Regions from separate parts of the Mus musculus genome. Here region 1 is linked to region 2. Evidence: chromatin contacts called from public Micro-C data. All regions are on one chromosome and are shown on one strand. Each heading gives the region's core, a stretch centred on a gene start, on an enhancer-like site or on the middle of the called end of the contact. The rest is flanking DNA. Distances are from core to core; before and after follow the strand shown.

Region 1 (3,569 bases), core at 562-3,061, 88 kb after region 2:
ATAACACCCAAGTATAAAGGAAAGAGTTAAGTGCTTCACAGCATAGACCAGCCTAGGCCCTGAACTCTATCCTCCTGCCTTTGCCTCTGAATTCAGGGATTACAGGAATGTGTTGCTACACCCAGGCAAAGGCTGTAACTGATATATAAAAGTGTTCAAGACACACTAAATGAAAGACCTCAGGAAGAATGGGGAACCCACCATAGGTGCCATGTGTTGTTAGGAAGAGTAAGGCTAACTGGGAAACTCAGGACCTTTACAAGCTAACAGCTACTGCCTCTGTGGCTTTAGAGGCCCACTTCCATGTTATCCTAAGACTCCATACAGCAAATGGAGTCAGTGGAGCAGTTCCCATGAATACCCTGTCCACAGAGAACATTCTGCTCTCATTCCTAAGAGAAGCACACAGACCCAAGACTTTCCCAGGCTCAAGGAACCACTGAGACCACATCACCTGCAATAGTACCCCCCACCACACACACACACACACACACACACACACATACACACACACACACTTCCAGGAAAAGCCTATGATGACTGATTAACTGCCTATACTAAACATGTTTCAAAACCAGAGACTGTAGAACCCCCAGAAGCCACAGGGACCTGGGGTCTCATAAGCTGAGCCCTGCTTGGCTCTGTTCTCTCAGCTGCACCTGAACATTTGTCCCAGCCATGGGGCCTCACCACACCTGCAGCAGAAGCTGTACATTCCCAGAAAGGCATAAGGCTTAGGGAACAAATGACATTAACAAGCGAGCTTGAGCCTAATAAGCATTCTTCCACTACCTGGGGTCAGGGGGAAAGCGGCCATGCCTAGCATATAGTTCAGATGTTATGGGAAGCGTTGAACTCTAGCTCCACCATGGCAGAGCCCTAGAACCCACCAAGGGACACTATGGCTAAAACAGGTCACTCTGTCTTTAGCATCACATATGTTAGTATTGCTTACACCCTAGATTTACTTTTCATTCATAAATCTTCCTTAAACTGTGGCAAGGATGTAGAGGTGGAAAATTAGAAGAAAATAATGAAAGACCCTGATAACATGTTCTGCACAGGCTACCTGGGCAAGACCTCACTCAACACTACACTTGTAACTCTGCCTCTGGAGCCTCTAAGGAACTCTGTCTCAAACACAGCATGGCCTGACACAACCATAAAATATGGCCAGGGCCCCCAATATCACCCCTTAGTATCTACAACAGCTGGATTACAGAGGCTACAGCCACACATGTTCCCTAAAGATACCCTAGGAAGCCCTAATGTTTGTGTCTCCCACTGACTGCAGGACAGCAGTTACAAGTCGTTTTCCAGGAGTCTGAAGAAGCTCTGGTGAAACTTCACCTGTTCTGGCCTCTTCTGATATTACACGCCAAGACGAAAAGTGTGTCTTAGACAGAGGGGAGGAAGGAGACAAGAGGAGAGACGGCCTCACCTATGGGTGAGAAGGCCTGATGGGGAGTTCACTGAATTCCTCAGACTTCAGAAAGTTCTGTCCAGACAGCAGGAAACATACTCACTCTCTAGACTCCCCTGATGCTAAAACCACAAGGTGAATCTCACACAGGGACCTTTATAAACTCAAACAGAATGCCAACGGAAGGCAGTAACTGTTCCCAAAGAGTAAAATACCCAGTGGATGTGTCTGGAATGTCAGGGGAGAAACAGCACACAGTCCCATAAATAAGTCACATCTGAGCCTAGCATCCTGGCCCACGAGCACGGCATGCAGGGCAGTTAGGCACTCTCTGAGAGGACTTTGAGCAGCAATAGTCCCTGCCTCTCTTTCTGCAGCTGCCTGTCCTGAGGCTTTGAGGGCAAGTAGGCTTGGCAGGATGTCAGGGGTGGTGGAGCTGGGCCTGGTGTTTATGTCTGATCCAGACGACTGAGGGTTCGTGACGATTTACTGACGCAAGAGCTCCCAAGCACTGCATGCCAGAAATTAATCAGGGGAGGAAGAATTCTTTTTAAGAAACCACTTGGCCTGGGCTACAGGCCTGAGGCTGAGTGTGTAAGCGGAGCCACTCCTCCTCTGGGAGCAGCACACCCAAGTCTTCCAAGCAGCTCCAGGCTGGTAAATCAGGCCCAGGCCCAGGCTGGGGAGGTCCTGCCACAATGCCTGGCTCTGCTGTGGCTGGCCACAGTATCCAGTGGCCTGCCCCAGAGCCAATCTTCTCCCAGAGGCCCCCTTCAGATGGCGTCTGCAAGGCCCCACCAGTGTGCACACTCCATGGTTGGGGTGTCTATAGAAATGACTAGATGCCTCTGATCTTGTAATCTATTGCTATTATCCCTTTCTCAAGAACTGGATTTTAAAGTTTGCAAATCAGGAGACAACCTAAAGATGAGAAAGTTGGAATGTGAGAGATGTAGCCTTTGCAGCAGCAGCAGCCTCCTCCCAGGATGGGATGTGTGCACAAGCGAGGCTTTTTCTGCTACCATCCTCTTTGTACACCCCAGGTGCCATGTGACATCAAATGCATGGTCAACTACATACAACCATGTGACATCAAACACATGGCTAGCCATGCAAAGCCACATCACATCACATGTATGCTTAACTATATACAGCCCTGTCATATCAAATACATGGCTAACTATGCATAGCTATGCCACTTCAAATGCATGGTTCAGTATACACAGCGAGTTATATCAAATGCATATCTAACTATTTACAACCAAGTCACATCAAATGCATGGTTAATGATACTCAGCATGTTACATCAAATGCATGGATTACTCCTTACAAAAGATAAATATGCTTCTAGCATTCTATCTCAAAAAAAAAAATTACTCTAGAGAAGCCATTTTGCACTCCATCTCAAGTGTGAGAGCGCCAAACCATCCATCTGCCAGCCTCTGGTTTATTGTAGCCTTTTGGTCCTTGATTACAATCAGTGTATGAGAATAGGGGAGATCCTAGGACCAAGAACTAAGGTCTTTAACACACCCTGGCCCCACAGGACAAAGGACTTGAGTCACACTTCCACTGCCCAACAAGTAGTCTGTGCCTGGCCCCCCACAACCTGATAGCCACCATACCACCTCCTTCCAAACTACCTCTCAAGGAAACTCCTGAAAGGACTCTTCACTCATGCTAAGAGGACTGGATGGGAAGTCGGGCAGGCAAGCATCACATCACTTACAAGGTACAGCAAAAATCACCTCGTAAAAGATCTGAATAAGAGTTATAAGAGTGGCTCACGGCTTCAGATACAACTCAGCCCACTCCATTTCATGGCATCCTATAAAGCATGGAACACAGAGAACAAAGCCGTCTGGACAGTGCAGAACAGGGGCCCTGAAGAGTAGTCAAACAGCATACCTGTGTCATTAGACTGAAAAACAGGATAACTGGCCCTGGTAACTAAGACCTGAACTTCCACTATGGTCTACAGCAACTGGAGTTATACCAAGCCACCCTCTGGTCAAGGATAAAATTTAAACTGTTACAGATATAAGTGTCTGCAGGCTTTGGAACACCAGGATTGTCAAGGCAGTCAGAGCTCTGAGATGCCAATGAGATGGTAGAGAGAAGGGAGGGAGAGGGGGAGAGCACTTGG
Region 2 (3,219 bases), core at 480-2,979:
TACACACGCGCACACAGATACACACGCGAACAAACATGCACACACATAAATAAACAGAGACACAGACACACATAGATACACACTCATATACACAGGTGCATACACATGCGAGTACACACACACACACACACACACACACACACAAATAAATTCATTCTTGGAAGACACTGAGCAAAGTAGGAACTTTTTATCTGACAGTAAGAATACAGATGCCTAAGTTAGATCTATATTAAGAAATTAAACAATTTTGGAATGTTGCAGGATATTTGATCATACTGTGAACCTCTAGAATCTGTTGTTTACTGGAAAAACCTGTTTCTAGTTGTTGTGTGGCTTAGCCTTAGCTCACACCTTTAATCCCTCTAGAATGCAGACACACCTTAATACACCCTTAAATCCCAAACAATGAAGGTACAGTTAGTTTGTAGAAGAAAGCATACATGTTGAAATTGATGTCTAATTTAGTAACAGACAAAGTGATGAATCAGAGAAAGATTTGACAGGATAGGCTGTGCCAACTTTCACGAGAAGAGAGAGGAAAGGGAAGCTACTTGAGGGGCAGTGCAGAAAGAGGAGGCAGTTTTACAGGGACAATTGTACAGAGATGGGCTACAGAGAGAGAACAAGCTAGACACAGAAGACGGAATGAGCTAAAGAATGAGAAGCCAGAAGATTAGAACAGACTGCCAAAGTTAGTATTAGACTAAGCAGAGCAATTTAGGAAAGACCAAGAGAAGCAGCTTGAGTCTGAGTGGAGAGGAGCTCTGAGCCAGAACAGCTGCACTGACCAGGAGCTCACAAAGAGCTATAAAGCAAGGACTATAAAGCAAGGGTGCGCTTATTAAGCAGTGAGTCTCAGAGGCTGAAGCATTCTAGGCCTAGCTAAGACTAGACAGAAGCTAGACGCTCCCAGGACTAGGCCTAGGAAAGCCTCTGAAATGACAGTTATTACAGAAGAATAAAAGTTATGTTTATATCAGAACAAATGCAAAACAAAATAAATGCATGAATGAAGAGAGAGACACTCATTGCATGCTCACAGATCAAGTTATAAAACAAAAACAATGGATTCTTTGAAATGACTAGAAGCAGACAAATTTCAGATAGCAAGGATTCAGAAAATAAAGAAAAGTCACAAATTAAAAGGTAAGAGACAAGCCGAACCACAAGAGACATGTGGTAATGTGTGAGCATGCCACATTCTGGGGCCCAGGCTTCATCTCAGGCACTGCATGTTTTTATTTACATATATTAAACATACATACATACAAAAATATTATAGACTAAAAAAAAAGCCAGCTACTTTAGATGTGACAGTGATTTCAAACAATATACTTCATAGTTTATGTCAAATAGACACACTTCTAAAAACATAACTTTCTAAGTTGGTAAGACAGAAAACTGGTCAAATTAATTCTACACTATCATCATAATCTGAAACAATATTTCAAAACCTCACCACAAAAATCATTTCCAAGAGCTTCCTGGCAAAGTACCAACCAAGTGGTCATTCATTTTAAACAACATTCTTCAAAGAAATACAAAGTGTGAGCTCTAATTCACCCTAGCAGGAGTAGAAAACCCCATTACAGAACTAGACAAAGACACTGTGAAAAAACAACAGAAAGATCATGGTCTCCACCACAAAATTCTCAAATGACATTAGTCAGCTTTCCCCAGTCATCTATACAGAGATAATGGACTCACTCACGAGAGCTAAAACAAACAGCAGTTCACACTGAGGACACGCTGAAATGAAGTCGCCACTCTGTAACTATGAGCACAAGACAAAGCTAGAAAAAACCATCTTCCATAAAGCCCTAGCAAGCAGAGATTTTGGGCTGAGGAAAGCAGTAGACATACTCCCAGGAAGCTGACAGGTTCCACCGGAGGTTCCTGTGAGAAAGACAACAGACTTACTGAGGTACCAGCACAGACAGTCATTTCTGTGACTAGGGACACAACTGTCTCTACTCTACCAACCACAATGAATCCCGCATGTACCAAAACTCAAGTGAAAAAGAAACTAAAGACTTTCACACAATGTTATTGAAAACATCCTCATATTTCTGGAATGCACTCACAATGTAGAATGAGCTCTTTACCATGAAATGTTAAGCCAGTATACTGGACCTGATGAGCAGGCCAGCCCCAGAAGGCTCCCGACACACGCCAAGCCAGCTACCTTAGTTAGAATTTCTATAGCTGTGATAAAACATCATGACCAAAATCAACTTAGGAAAGAAGAAAATTATTTCTTCATCATACAGCTTATAGTCCATTATCCAGAAGTTAAGGCAGATACTGAAGTAGAGGCTATGGAGGGGTGCTGCTTATTGTCTTGCTCCTTTTGGCTTGCTCAGCCTGCTTTCTTATAGAACTCAGGACCACCTCCTGCTCAGGGCTGGCACCACCCACAATGAACTGGGTGCTAGCTACTAATTAAGAAAATGCACGACAGACCAATTCACAGGCATTTTCTCAACTCAGTCCAAATAAATCAACAGTATCAAATTGACAATAAACTAACCAGCAAAGAACTGCCCTCAGGACAGAAGCAAATTCTGTTAGGTAGTATGACCAAGAGATCAGAAGGAAGACCTTCAAATGAAAGGAGGAGCAAAAGGCCTAGCCACCATCAGAGTAGTTTGGTGGTTCCAGATTTGTGCATCAGTCCATGCCCATCCAGTTTTACACCTACACCTCTGATGACCCCAAGTGTTGCAGAAGCACTGAGCTATGTAATGGGATGTAGAGCCTTCTGGAAAGCAGTTGTTCTCTCCTTTAGAACTCAGTTTGGGATCTAGGACCAAATGCTGTGGCTAGGCAGTGGCTCAAGGGTTTATATAGTGAAAGCTTGGTCCCCAAAGTGACAGTGGGGGTGGGGGACTGCTTTAAGGAATGGGAAGGAGTGGGGTCAGTCCTGTAGGTTAACGCCATCTAGCACTATCCCTTGAAATCTTCCAGCTTTATTTAAACACACTTTCTCACAGAAAATACATTCATATTTGGTTTTTACTCTGGATTATGTCAATTGATTCTTTTACAGCCTTATTGTATAACCTGCTTACAGTAAAATCCACATGTGTTAGATGTGTAGTTTACTAATTTTTGGTATACACACACACACACACACACACACACACACATTTCATTTTAAATCAACCTATTTGAGATTAATTTGAGTAAATCTTCCAAAAAATATGAATAAGCATATTT

Evidence for each region. Hi-C and Micro-C count contacts between places; a contact is called where the count stands out from the background.
Region 1: a contact with region 2 is called in a Micro-C map of muscle stem cells, with 3 times the contacts expected there. The contact joins two enhancer-like sites. A contact is called at or near these places in 1 of 39 promoter capture datasets (pre-B cells), 5 of 484 Hi-C or Micro-C datasets (liver, muscle stem cells, nephron progenitors and 2 more), 3 of 115 datasets of contacts at active chromatin or transcription factors (the HPC-7 cell line, Th2 cells and cardiomyocytes) and 3 of 9 other capture datasets (adipose tissue, liver and pancreatic islet).

What each region holds. Positions count from the first base shown.
Region 1 is chr1:92,128,735-92,132,303 of GRCm38.p6, forward strand. The region is part of intron 2 of Hdac4 (histone deacetylase 4); the gene reads right to left. Among named protein-coding and RNA genes, the nearest start is that of Hdac4, 50 kb to the right of the region's middle. Within about 2 kb of position 1,812, at least 154 of the 459 cell types and tissues checked have an H3K27ac peak or open chromatin away from gene starts, as enhancers often do. A contact at or near this core is called in muscle stem cells, where this site is marked.
Region 2 is chr1:92,040,717-92,043,935 of GRCm38.p6, forward strand. All of the region lies in intron 3 of Hdac4 (histone deacetylase 4), which reads right to left. Among named protein-coding and RNA genes, the nearest start is that of Hdac4, 140 kb to the right of the region's middle. Within about 2 kb of position 1,730, at least 28 of the 459 cell types and tissues checked have an H3K27ac peak or open chromatin away from gene starts, as enhancers often do. A contact at or near this core is called in muscle stem cells, where this site is marked.